Regions from separate parts of the Hordeum vulgare genome. Here region 1 is linked to region 2. Evidence: chromatin contacts called from public Hi-C data. All regions are on one chromosome and are shown on one strand. Each heading gives the region's core, a stretch centred on a gene start, on an enhancer-like site or on the middle of the called end of the contact. The rest is flanking DNA. Distances are from core to core; before and after follow the strand shown.

What was found. Hi-C and Micro-C count contacts between places; a contact is called where the count stands out from the background.
Region 1: a Hi-C map of leaf shows a contact between it and region 2, with 2.8 times the contacts expected there. The contact joins two enhancer-like sites. A contact is called at or near these places in 2 of 6 Hi-C or Micro-C datasets (both in leaf).

Annotation. Positions count from the first base shown.
Region 1 is chr2H:27,406,636-27,413,457 of MorexV3_pseudomolecules_assembly, reverse strand. No RefSeq gene overlaps it. Among protein-coding and RNA genes, the nearest start is that of LOC123425145, 6.4 kb to the right of the region's middle. Within about 2 kb of position 1,602, at least 1 of the 3 cell types and tissues checked has open chromatin away from gene starts, as enhancers often do. A contact at or near this core is called in leaf, where this site is marked.
Region 2 is chr2H:27,373,560-27,380,338 of MorexV3_pseudomolecules_assembly, reverse strand. No RefSeq gene overlaps it. Among protein-coding and RNA genes, the nearest start is that of LOC123425145, 27 kb to the left of the region's middle. Within about 2 kb of position 4,613, at least 1 of the 3 cell types and tissues checked has open chromatin away from gene starts, as enhancers often do. A contact at or near this core is called in leaf, where this site is marked.

The DNA.
Region 1 (6,822 bases), core at 353-2,852, 36 kb before region 2:
TATTTTACACAAACCGGATGATATTTGTCCATTCAATTTAAATCTAAAAGAAGCTAAATTAACTTGTACCTCGTGCGTCTGGTCGTGTTGGCCTATGGCACCTCAATTGCCGGCCGTGTTGTTGTCCTTCCAGCGTTGGAAGGACGCAAGGGCATGACAGCATGCCCGATCGTCGCCAGGAGCTTTCAGAAGAGTCATTCCGTTACATCCTGCACTGTGTATAGGGCTGGCGGGCCGCCTCGACTAATGCCGAGCTTAGTCGGAGAGCCATGCGCTTGCCCCTGTCGGTGGTAGCGGAGGTATCATTGAAGATTTGTAACACCCTAGACACACATGTTGGTGATGATTTGTTTTCATTCATGTGCATTCATAAATAACTTTTCGATCGGTCATCTATCCTGAAATTGCTCAAACCTGAACATGCTTAATTTGAAAGTTCTTTTCGAATGGAGGGCTTTTGATTTTTTTTATTGATATGAGAAAAACCGATGTCCTCATTGAATAGCATAAATGTTTCCTTTTGACACACAAGTCTGTGCGTCTAGTCCAGCACACGTGTCATGCCGTGTGGTATGATAGATCATAAACATAAACATAATGTACAATACGAATGGGATCCCGCGGGCGTCAAACACGCAGAGAAGCAGAACATCCTATTGGAGACCACCAACCAAATTTGGGAGCAAGTGCAGCCCACCGTGTCCATGGGAATCACCAAGACACCTCCACGCCGGTAGAACAAGCCGCCCAGCCGTGCCACCACACTCGTCACTGCCACTGCAGCACTCGCGAGTCCGACGCCTAACTGCCGCGAGCCGAGCGCCGGAGTTACCCCACCGCTGCATTCCGCCCCTTGGGCTTAAGGCCAACTCCACCACGCGACCTTATCCTGTCCGCTCGGGATCCCCGTCAAGCTCGGGATGGTTGGCTGGCTGCTCTTCAAGCTCAACAAGAACATCTCCGACTCCAGCGACTGTCCCAGGTGCCGGGCCCCTTGGGAGGATGCTACTCATATCTTCCTCACATGCCTGCATTTTCTTGTGGTGTGGCTTCTACTTGGACCATAACCACCCTCCTCCATCGTCGACATCTAGGACGTCAGGACGCCTATGGGACTCGATACTGAGGTGTGGCCGGATGTCGCCATCTTTATTCTTTGGAAGGTGTGGTTCTCGCAGAATGCCTCCACCTTGAGAAGCCGTCAGTCACTATCTCACTATCACAAAAATTGTAGCTGATTTTACCCTTTAGTGTTTTGGATTTTCCAAGCATATACAAAAGACTGCGGCTGTATCCTGGCGGCAATACCTTGCCTTCGCTCTCTAGCGCCTCTGTGTAACAACTTGTCTTGATGGCTCCTTAAGTAATACTCCCTCTGAACAGAGGAACATGATTGTTGAAAAAAGAATATTCCAGTCCATTCTTAGACTAAAAGTACACGATTATACAGAGATGCAGGATACAAACACCACTGATGAATCAACCGCTGCCACTCCCAACGACCGGTCGACCATGAATGAGAGAGGGAACATGCTCCCTGACACCTTCGGTAGCGGGACTGTCGCCACCGTGCCACCATGGCGAAGATGCCAACGGCAGAGGCCGCACCTTCTAAACTATTGGTCTGACCAAGTAACTCTGTGGTTGTGAAGCATCTCCAACCATGCTCTCAACAAGCCTTTCTCAGGTCATTTTTTTTGCTGGCGAGGGAAAAACGGCCCAGTCACACCTTTAGGGACCGGTTTTCCGTGGGTTAGGGTCAAAATTTTCCCCGACGGTCCTAACCCGAACCCAGCACGTTGGGGGACGCCCGGGGAAGCCAGCGGAAGGAAAAACGACGCGTCGGGTCCCTTGTCAGAAGAAAAAAGGCCCTTTCTTCTCCGAAACCGTCCCTCGCGCACCAGATCTTTCGCCACCGTGTCGATTCCGGCACCGCCCACCTGGCTACTGCCGCAACAAAGGCCATCTCCCCATCGACGGACGTAGGGTTCGCCGTGGCTTCGCCCGCTACCCCGCGCCCCGCTTCTTGGCGAGTTTTCCCGGCGCTTCGGGCATGTACGCGGCCGCCACACCCGCCAGGTGTTCGGCTATTTGCCAGGACGATGGACTCCGATGACGAGGAGGCGTTCACGACGCTACTGGATGAGGAAGTCGATGCCGACGCCTAGGATGAAGAGCACCTCGTGGTCCTCGCCTCTCTGACCTGCCTGTTCGCGAGCAACGCAAAGCCACAGCGAGGTGGCTCGGCGCCGGGCCGACTGAAGACAAAGCAGAGGCATCGACTGGAAGGCTATTGCTTGCTCTACGCCAACTACTTCGCAGACGCACCTCTGCACGGCGATAAAGTATTCCGGCGCCGTTATCGTATGAGCCGGAAGCTCTTCCTCAGAATTGTGAATTTCATCAGGGAGTTCGACAGCTACTCCAAGTGTAAAAAGGGTTGCACCAGCACACTTGGATCCACCTCGCTCCAGAAATGCACGACAGCTATGAGGATGCTTGCGTACGGATCTCCCGGTGATATTCTGAACGACTATGGACGCATGGCTGAGTCCACCACCATTGAGTGTTTTTACAAGTTCTGCAGGGCAGTGGTGGCAGTTTTTGGACCCCAATATCTACGATCACCCAATACTGAAGACACTGCTCGGATCCAAGTACAGAATGCAGAAAGAGGATTTCTTGGGATGCTTGGAAGTATGGACTGCATGCATTGAAAATGAAAAAAAATGTCCATTTTCTTAGCAAGGGATGTACAAAGACGCCAAAGGATGTTGCAGTGTGGTACACCACACTTGAGGTAGTGGCCACACATGACCTTTGGATTAGGCACTCCTATTTTGCCAAGCGTCAAGAAGCTTGTAGGAAGGATGTCGAGCGGGTATTTGATGCGCTTCAATCTCGTTTTGCTGTTGCTCGGTACCCCGCTCAGACCTGGTCAAAATATCAAATATGGGAAGTCATGACTTGCTGTGTTGTATTGCACAACATGATCATTGAGAGCGAGCAGGAGGGGCCAGTGTTTGACACTGAACCATATTACATGCAAGGTCCTCCTGCCCAAGTTGATCACCAGCTACTGACAACCTGGACTGCCTTCCTCAACATGCGTCAGGAGATCCGAGACCCACAGGTGCATCGTCAACTGCAACACGATTTGGTGGAGCACCTATGGAGGCTGATGGGCAACACCTACTTCGATTTTTGATTTGTATTGACTTGTTAAACTATTTTTTGATTTGTATTGATTTCTCTGATGAACTATGTGATAAAAAATAACTATTGTTGTTCAATTTATGCTGAAGAATGCTGAATATGGGTCAAAAGTGGGCCAATCTTGCGCTGAATCTGGGCCGAAAGCGGCGGCTGGAGGGCGCCCTTGGGTGGGCGTCTGGGAACCCAAACCCCCCATGCCGTTATTAGCGCCGGCGAATCCCCATGCGGCGCTATTTCAGGCCCCTCGGGGGCCGACCGGCTGGAGATGCTCTAAACTATTGGTCTGACCAAGTGAGTGTGTGGTTGTGAAGATCTGTCCCTTTTGTAGATGTAATGTATGAGGTTAGGCCAACTCCAACACGCGACCCCAAATGGAACGGACGTCCGGTTCGTCCACTTTTTGTTTTTCTGGGACAGGAAAATGGACACGCCCGTCGCCTTGCGGTCGTGCGGATGTCGGTGCGTCCAACGTGCCGGCTGCAGCCCAAACGGTCCGTTTGTTTGGACTCAAAAATAAATTCCCAAAACCCCAAATTAAACATTAAAAACAACCTAAAAAATATTAAATACACGCATTAAAACGCCCACATTATCCAAGTTCGACATTAATATAAACAAGATAATAAAAAAAATTAAAACGTCTCGCACCACCTCTTCGCGCAGTGGGGATGGTGAACAGTGGACGACGTCCACCTCGGGCGTGCACGGCACGGTCTCCGTCCACGTCCAGGACTGCCCGACCAATGCCGAATTCCGTCCCGACGCCTCCTCCTTCGCCACCTCTGGTCGCGCGTCCTCCATGGCCTCCTCCTTCACATACGCGTCGAGCTCGGGGAAGGCGACGTGCCGGCCGTGGAGAGGGCAACATCTCCTCGAGGCCCTCCCATTGGCGCTCGTCGTGGGTGTGGAGGGACTCCTCCAACACCATCCTCTCGAGCTCCTCCTGCACGGCGGCCGACATTAGCTCAGGGGTAGGGAGGGAGACGACGACGACGATGGGTGAGGCCGCGAACCTGCCTGCGGCTGCGTACCTGGGGCACGCTGGGAGCGGGCATGCGGCGGTCAGCGCACGGGCGACGCGTGCTCGCCGTTCGGCCTGCAAAATAGGACTGCCGCCAGATGTCGTGCTCGTCGCGGAACCATGTATCCCAGAGCGGCGAGTCTACGACATACCTCTAGTCGTGGATTCGGTCCCGAGGCAGGTGGGCGCGGCGATGATGGATCTCCTCCCGACGGGCGCGACAGCTCACCGACACCGGCGGGACAGGCATGCACGTCTCCCCACGGCAAGGGCGTGCACGTCTTCCAGTACCGCTAGCACACCTCTGCCTTGACGTACGGCCGCCGGCGAGGTGGGGCGCTGCCGAGTGCGATATGAAAGGCGGGCGGTGGAGGTGAATGTGGAGTCGGAGGTGGAGGTGGGGTGTGAGAACGGTGATGGTGATCGGACGACGAGCATGCCTCGTGGTCGTGCCTCGTCTTGTGGCCAGGGAACCACCCCACCATTGTCGCCGGTGGAGAGGGGTGGAGAGGGGGAGGCCGAGGGTTTGCTTGGACATCGACCGCATGATGTGTGGCTGACAGCCGAGGCCCGCCACGTGTGCGCATTTAAGTTGGGTGGTTGAAGTAGTTGGGCAGCTGCCATGCGTCAGCGAGGCAGACGACCTGCAGGCGCGTGCCCGTCTGTTCGGCGTTCCTGTGAACGCAAAGCAAGTGCATGTTTTCGTAGAAAATGGGGCGAACCGAACATCGAACACACATAATTTGAGGATGCGGCTGTGCGTTGGGCCGCGTCATCTGTTTGTTTTGGCCCAAACAGACGCGGGCAGATAGGATGGAGTCGCATGTTGGAGATGGCCTTATTTCATTACCATATTTAATCTAGACACTTGGACACGTTGTTTGGGCTGCCTTTTTTTTTGCAAAAGAATAGTTTTTTTTTATTTTTTCATACAAAATAACACTCGGAGGCCCACCTGTTAGAAACAACACAAGTCGTATTTAGAGGGAAAACTGTGAAATATTTCGAAGCACGTCTTACCAAAACAACCGATGACATTTGTTGTTGAGGTGGGATCAGTGATTTTCTTTAGATTAACAACGTAAATTAATCTTTTTGAACACAAATGAAAAAGGTACGACCTAATTGGCGATTAACCACCAGGCCTGATGACATTTGGTGCCCTACAAAAATAAATATTTTCTATAACAGTTCGGCCTAACAACATAAATTAAAACTCTAAACTCAAATGAAAAAGGTCCCATCATTCAAACCAGCGACCTCCTATTCCCACAGTGCAAACCAACACTTAGAAGTACATAAACAGTTTCCAAAAGAGTGGAAATTTTATTTATAAACGTGCACATGATTTTTCATTAAGCATAAATATTTTGTTTCCTAAAAGTACATAAATAGTTTCCAAAAGTCTGGAAATTTTATTTATTGCATTACTAGTTTTTTAAAAAGTTAATTCAAATAATACAAACATTTATTTAAATATATTTAACTAAGGTAAAATAGATTTAACTAAATATTCATAAAATTTTAAAAATATTAATGTATTTATATAGAGGTTAAATATATTGAAAACAATAAATGACAATAAGTTGTCCCACGAATAAGAATACTAATAAAGATAAAGATCATACCTAAGGTTATCCGTCGCGTTTTTAATAAAATTTATTTTGTTGAGAAATCAACCCGTCCATTGTTAATTCCACCATGATGAGAAATTGAGCGGGACAAGCAAAGCAAAACAAAGAGGCTACGTGAATTGATCAATGAACTGTTATCTTATTTCGCTCATGGGGTAGAGAATGTGGGATCAGATGACAAATTGAAGGTGGTGTTTCATTCTCTGTCTCTACAACAATACAATCTTACATTCAATACATTCATTCATCAGCAAACAAATCCCCACAAAACAAAATTTATTGACGGTGCTTGGCACTTGGTTGGAGACATGGAGAGGGGATCTCACCAGATGATGAGTTCCTACCGGAGGAGGGGATATGATGAGGGGAGCAAGGGTTAGATGCCTCTATCTGGCCATAAGGAGTCGCTGTTGCCGCGCCATAACCTCGGAGTTCCCCGTGTGAGCCATAGAGGCCCGCCTCCACCTGCAAGTACTTCGCTCCGCCGTGCCGCCGCCGTTCTGCATCGAGCAGACGCATCATCCCCAATCACTGTAGCTGTCGCGTTGATTTGATCCAGAAGCTGTGCTCGAGCGTCGAAACGGGGGCATCAAGCGGGCAGAGGTACGACCGCGGAGGCGGGTGGGTTGAGAACGACAACAGTGGTGGTTGAGGTCAGTCGCGGCGGCGAGTGGTGTGGCAGCGGCCTGGGCACATGCCTGGGTGGACCAGGGTCGACGCGATGCGCTCGAGCGCCGCAACGGGGGCAGTGAGTGGGGAGAGGTACGGCCGCGGAGGCGGGTGGGTTGAGATCGACAGCGGTGGCGGTTGAGGTCGGTCGCGACGGCGAGTGGTGTGGCGGCGGCCTGGGCACAGGCCAGGGTGGCCCAGGGTCGACGGGAGGAGGCGATGCGTACAGGTATAATTTTTGCAGCGAATCGTTTTTTTCTTTTACGTTGCAGATAAATGATG
Region 2 (6,779 bases), core at 3,364-5,863:
TGGCCACTAATCGGCTACGTGGAAGCCGAGAGCACCCTGTCGGCTAGGGCGAGGCCGACAGCTCCAAGTCGGCCACAGCGTGGCCGAGGCAGGTATATTTCTCTAAATTTTTGATTTGGTGCATTATTTTTCAAAAATAATAAAAAATGCAATATTAAAAAAAAATTAGCTGGAGTAGCGGTCAAGACTTGTAACAACTTGCCATCTATCTTGTACATTGGTGATGTATATAAACACGCACGCGTCCCTGCTATTAGGCTTATTCTTCCACTGTTTCTTTCATGGTAATCAGAGCCTGCCTCGAAATCATCCATGGCAAGCTCTTTCACTTCCTTCCCCTCCTCTCCATTTGTGCAATACGCAACAAAGAAGCTTACAAGAGAGAACGAGGCACTATGGCGCGCCACCGTGCTTTCAGCGATCAGGGGGTTCAGATGGCGGAGTTCCTTGACATTGAGCAAACGGTGACGTCTAATCAATATTATTATCTCCGCCAATAGTAAACACTTCACTTTTTTCAAAATTAATTTTCAAACCTGACATAAATTCAAATAGATATATCAGAAGTTTGACATTGACAACCTTGTCAACATCATGCGCGAAGCATATCACGGTGTCATCTGCATATCGCAGAATACCCACACCTCCATCTATCAAATCTGCGGCCAGCCCTTGGATGAGACCATTTTTCTGGCAGCAAGCACCATTTTAGGAATTCAGTAGCAAGATTGAACAAGAATGAGGAAAAGGAGTCACCTTTGAGCACCCCTTTGGCACTATGAATATAAGGTCCTATCTCATCATTGATCTTAACACTAACAGTGCCATCACGCAGGATTTGTGACACCCATCCACACCATTTGGCATTCAACTGATGTTTGGCATGCCAATCCAGCAAAAACTCCCAATTAACATTGGCATAGGCTTTCTCAAAGTCTATTTTAAGGATAACTCCCACTTGCTTCTTCACATGAGTACGATGCATGACCTCATGTAAAGATAAGATTCCATCAACTATATGCCGCCTTTTTATGAATGCATTTTCCGAAATACTAAACAACTTGGGGGTATACTTACTAATCCCGTTATCCATGATCTTCGTGATCAATTTGTAAGGACACCTCGACAAACAGCAAACAGATAGGTCTATATTGTTGGATTTTTTCGCATCAGCAGATTTAGGAAGTAAAGTGATTATACCATAATTCAGCCTCTGCACATCTAACTTGCCTTCAAGAAACCACTCATATAGCCGGAATATGTCTGCACTCACCACCTCCCGGCAATGCTGATAAAATTCAGCAGGAATGTTATCAGGGCCAGGGGCCCGATTAGACCTCATGTCAAAAGGCCCTTTTTTTTATCTCATCCATGGTGAAAGGGGGCGAGTTAGATTTTCAATGTCACCAGGAGAAAGGGTTTCATCCTCGGACCACAACTCTTTATCAATTTTACATATATTTCGTGGGGCTGGCCATATAGCCCTTTATAGTAATCCGTGGCATGAGTCACTAAATTTTTGGTCCCTTCCACAATCGTTGTACCACACTCTAGCGAAATCATAGAGTTTTTCCTACGACGCCCATTAGCTTTTATGAAACAAATTAGTATTATTGTCTCCTTTCAACAGCCATCTCTCATGAGACTGTTGATGCCAGATTAGTTCCTGCTCCTCATACATGTTATGCAATTCTACGAGGATTTTTTTGTGTCCAAAGATATTGGACCCAACCCTTAAAAATTTTGAACTTAATATTCAGGATGTCGATGGGGTCGTCAGTGTAAACTGGTTTAGTCCATATATCAGAGACAATAGGAAGGAATTTCGGACTATTCGGTGAGGCTACATCAAATCTGAAGCACACGTTCACTGGTGTTCTAGATTTAGCAGCCCTCCATCAAGCAACACAGGATTATGGTGTAAGATATCCTTTACTAATTTTTGGACACAGACGATAGGATAAAGACCCTCCGAGTCAGCAGACATCAACACACGTTTAAATTTTGTAAGGTTGCTTTCTCTTGCTTCTTGGACCAAGTGAAACATCCCTGGACATGAAGATCTCACTCAAACCCAACAAGTGAATGACAGAATTAACACATCCGAGAAGTGATATAAGGGTTTTATTTTTATTTTTTTCACCACTGTAGCGCAGGATATTGAAGTCCCCACCTATTAGATAAGGGATCTTGGTCTTATGGCAAAAGGAGGACATTTCTGCAAGGAATTCATGTTTGTGTTCATCATGAGTGGATCCATACACCACCATCAGGGCCCATTCTCTTTTTTTATTGTTGTCCAAGAGGTTAATTTGGAGAATATATTTACCATGGCTAGAAGTAATGACCTCAAATTTACATCTATCTAGGTTTATACCGCATAGTATACCTCCAGATTTACCTTGGGAAGGAATCTAATCCCAATGGAATTTTTTATACGAGTCAAGCTTCCTTAAGAAAGAAGGTTTGTACTATTTTTTAATGCTCACTTGAAGACCAATAAAGTCAACATCATGGGCATTCATGATATTAGTGAGACAGGTAGACATGCCTTTCTTACCCTCCCGCCGCAATTCCAGAAGAGCCATGTCATTTATATCGCTTAGGTCTGTCTCGCACCCTGGTGGGACTGCCAAGATTCAGAGCAGACCCACCCTCTTCCCCTATCTTCTGGCATCTAGTCTTAGGTCTACTAGCTGCCTTAGGGGACGATATAGTTACTTTTTGCAAGGAGTCTTCTTCTTTTTCTGTCTAGATTGAACCAGGATAAAAGGTTCACCATCCTCCCTATTACTATTGTCTAAGTTAAAGACACAGGGATATCATTGCCCAACCTGTCATTAACAATGAGATTAGTGAGGTCACTATCATATTTTTTCTCGCGAAGCAATTGCCTAGATAATTCTAATTCACGCAAAACATCAATAGTAGCAAAGTTATCAGCAGGAATTTAAACTCACATGAGGGAAGAACGTAACATAATGGCAGAATTATGTAGAACAGAAAATTGATTGTTGCGTAGTTGAGGATCCATGCCTTCCAAGTTGCGTTTCTTTAGCAAGTTAGCAGCTTGTTCCTCAACACGAGACAACTTATGGAACTGAATGCGCTGAGTAGTACTGAATAGCTCTGAGACCACGGGATCATTAATAGGTGACCTAGTGGGCGACTCAAGAGTGTATTCACTCTGAACCTCACATCCTTCATAAGCACCTTCCTCAAGCTCCACAACCCTAGGCAGCTCAGGCCATACCACATAACTGATAAAGGAGGGAAGCCCCCCACCCTCCTGCAGGGAACATCAGAATGATATATGAAGTTCGGGAAAGGGGGGACATGGGTTTGAATAGTGGCCCAAGCACCTTTGTCCACACTAACAATAGTAGCAGGAGATACGTCCATTGAAAATCCAGTGCCCACCTCATCAGGACTGCCCTCTGAGCTAGTATTTACCATAGAAGAAGCATTACCATGATAGGTACCAGCTGCCTGCTCCTTAGATAGGATTTCAGTAAGCAGTTCAGTATGATTTTCCTCACTCTCCTCACCTTCTTCAGTTTTAGAATTAGCCAGTTGCAAGCTCTTGTCATAGGTCTGGGAAGAAGAGTTCACAACCACAGATGCACTTGTGTCTCCCTGTCCAGTAATTTGGCCAGGATATGATACAAACTAGATCTCTTAGGAAATGTTGGAGAAGAACTCCTGTCCACAGCAGTAGAGGACTGATTTTTTCCATGGCCACGAGCCACAATTTTCTCAACCTCATAAAAGAAGTCAGAAAACTGTTCACCCAACATCCCCTCAGCACATGGAGGTACTTTCTCCATGTCCCTACACCCCGATAGAATTCTAACATATACAGGTTTATGTAAGGTTGCAACATGCACCTCTAGGGTCATACCAACGAGGCCCCCAACATATGAAACATGTTGAGTGCATCTTTTTTCAAGCGGACATTTCGAACCCTCACCCAGGCCTTTTGCATCTCACCCTTAGCCCCAACAGAGGCAGACCAGGGGGTAATACAAAAAATTGCCGACCCATCTTTCAAAGGAAGCCGTTTACCATAACAACAAGCTCTCTCAACTTCTCTAGAATTAGGAAATCGAATCTCAAATTGAGTAGAGTTGATAGGCCGGGAAGTACAACGCCATCTCTTCTTTTCAGGTTTTTGGGCAAAAAAACCATTAAATTTAGTTTCAATTTCTTCAGTTGTGGCCTCCCCCTCCACAATAGAGATCAACACAAAATTAGTTTTTCAGATGCTTGCTTAGCCACACATAGAACATGGATGTAGAGAAAACCTTGACCAGGAGATTGAAAACCACACAAAAAAGGAATGCACTCCCAAGACCTCAAAGTTTGACAAAGTTGGGCCATATGACCAAGCTTGGCACATTTTTCGCATCTAACAGTAGGGCAACGAGGAGCCAAATGACCTGTGAGGTTAAAGTTGTGGCAGAGGTCACTAACATTGCTCTTGATGTTTGACACGGACGAAGAAGTAGGCGGAGGAGCTGGCACCCCTCCCTTGGGCGCTATCGTAGGAGCCGTCCAATCCTTGGAGCTCCATCCTTGAGCACGGGCCTTGAGCACGGACCGTCGCCATCTCCCATCTGTTCCCCACCTCAGATCCGAGGGATTTTGAACCACCCGGAGCAGGTGGCGGCGGACCTGACCGCTGCCACACCATGTTCCACGACTGGATGGACGGCGACACCTTGCTTTGTTCTGATTCTTTATTAAAAGGAGGCCTTAATATATCTTATTTTTTTATGGACCTCGCTGTCACGGAAGGGTAGGAGAAAAGATGTCATGTAATTTTTTTTCCATGAGCCTGTATAACTATGTACGGAATACATGCCTACATTATATCGATGAACGAGAGATAGTTCTGTGTATCCCTATGTTATGACTCATACATGATGAATATTATCCAGCAATATCTCCGATACAGTGCCTACGAGTTTCCACACATTGTTCTTGCTAAGTTACTATTGTTGCTACTGCTGCTACAACTCCTACAAAACTGCTATCAGTGTTACCGTTACTGTTGCTACTGTTATCGCTTCTATCAAAACTATCATATTAGTCTGCTACTGATCACTGTGCTGCAAATACTAAATCTCCAAGTGTGGTTGAATTGAAAACTCAGCTGTTAATACGTGCAAATATTCTTTGGCTCCCCTTGTGTCGATTCTATAAATTTGTGTTGACTACTCTACCCTCGAAAACTATTGCGATCCCATATACTTGTGTGTTATCACATAGGACGTTTCAATTTGGATATTTCTTATACACATGGAAATGCTAATGTAATGGTTGATGCCTTGAGGTGCAAGTCATACTGCAACCACCTCCAGGTTCATAAGGTTCATGCCCGTATTTAAGAAGAATCCTGTAAGTTGAAACTTCATATTATTCCTCGGGGTTATCTTGTTCCCCCTCCTAAAGAGTTTCGCAAGATGAACCTCCATGTTGTTAATTAGGGTTCCCTCAGTAACCTGGTTGCTGAACCTGATCTCATGAGTTGCATCAAAACTATTCAAATCTTTGACACTGAAGTAGATAATATTAAAGGCTACCTTGCAGGAGGTAAACCCTCTTGCTTCACTCTTGCTGATGATGGCGCCTTGTACTTGAAGGGTCGTCTATGCGTACCTAGTAAGAGGGCAACCTAAGTATGACGGGAAGGGTGATGAAAGAAGCTTATGATACACCGATGTCTATTCATCCGGGTACTACCAAGATGTACCAAGACATCCATCAAAGATTCTGGTGGTCAAACATGAAATAAGACATTGCACGCTATGTTGTAGAATGTGATATTTGTCGTAGGGTCAAAGCAGAACATCAAAGGCCTCCTAGAACTCCGCAACCTATCTCTATTCCTGAATGGAAATGGGACCATGTTGAAATGGACTTTGTGACTGGTTTCCGAGATCACACAAAGATAATGATGCCATTCTTGTCGTCATTGACCGACTATTCTTGTCGTCATTGACCGACCGTTCAAAGTTGCACATTTTATGGCCGTCAAGGAAACAATCACTGCTAGGTAGTTGGTAGATCTATATATGTCCAGATTTTTTCTCACTCCACCATATTCCATTGGTAATCAACTTAGCCGTGGCAGCTTGTTCACTTCAAAATTCTGGGAAAGTTTCGAGAAGGCTATGGGAACTCATTTGTCCTTCAGCACCGCATGTCACCCTCAATCCCAAGGACAAGTTGAACGAGTCAACCAAATTCTAAAAGATATGCTTTGATCTTGTATAATTTCTTTTGGTAAGAAATGGGAGGATTCTCTCCGGTATGCCGAGTTCTCCTACAACAACAACTATCAAGCTAGTGGGAAGAACAACCCATTCACCCCTCACCCCCAACCTATATAAGGGGCCGGCCACCTCTAACCCTTGTTTCTTTTCCCCCTCTCCCTACCTTCCCCTGCCCGACCTCGACGACAGCTCCACCCCCTGCAGCCCCTTCGGCCCGAGCCAATCGACGCCGCTCCGTCATTGCCCCTCCCCCTCACCCCCCGCCGATCTTCCTCGTCTCCTCCCCGCCATCGCCTATGAGTCTCGTCGCCCCCCTTCTCACGACCACAAGTGAGCACCCCCTATCTTCCACCCCGATCCGGCCTCTCTCTAGCGAGCCCCCGCAGCGCCTGAGCCACCGTTGCGCCCCCTCGTGTCGTAGCCACATACCCACGCCGCACCCCCGCGTTGCCCACACACCCGTGCCCGGCCACGCCGTACCTCCCCCGTACCCCCCGCGAT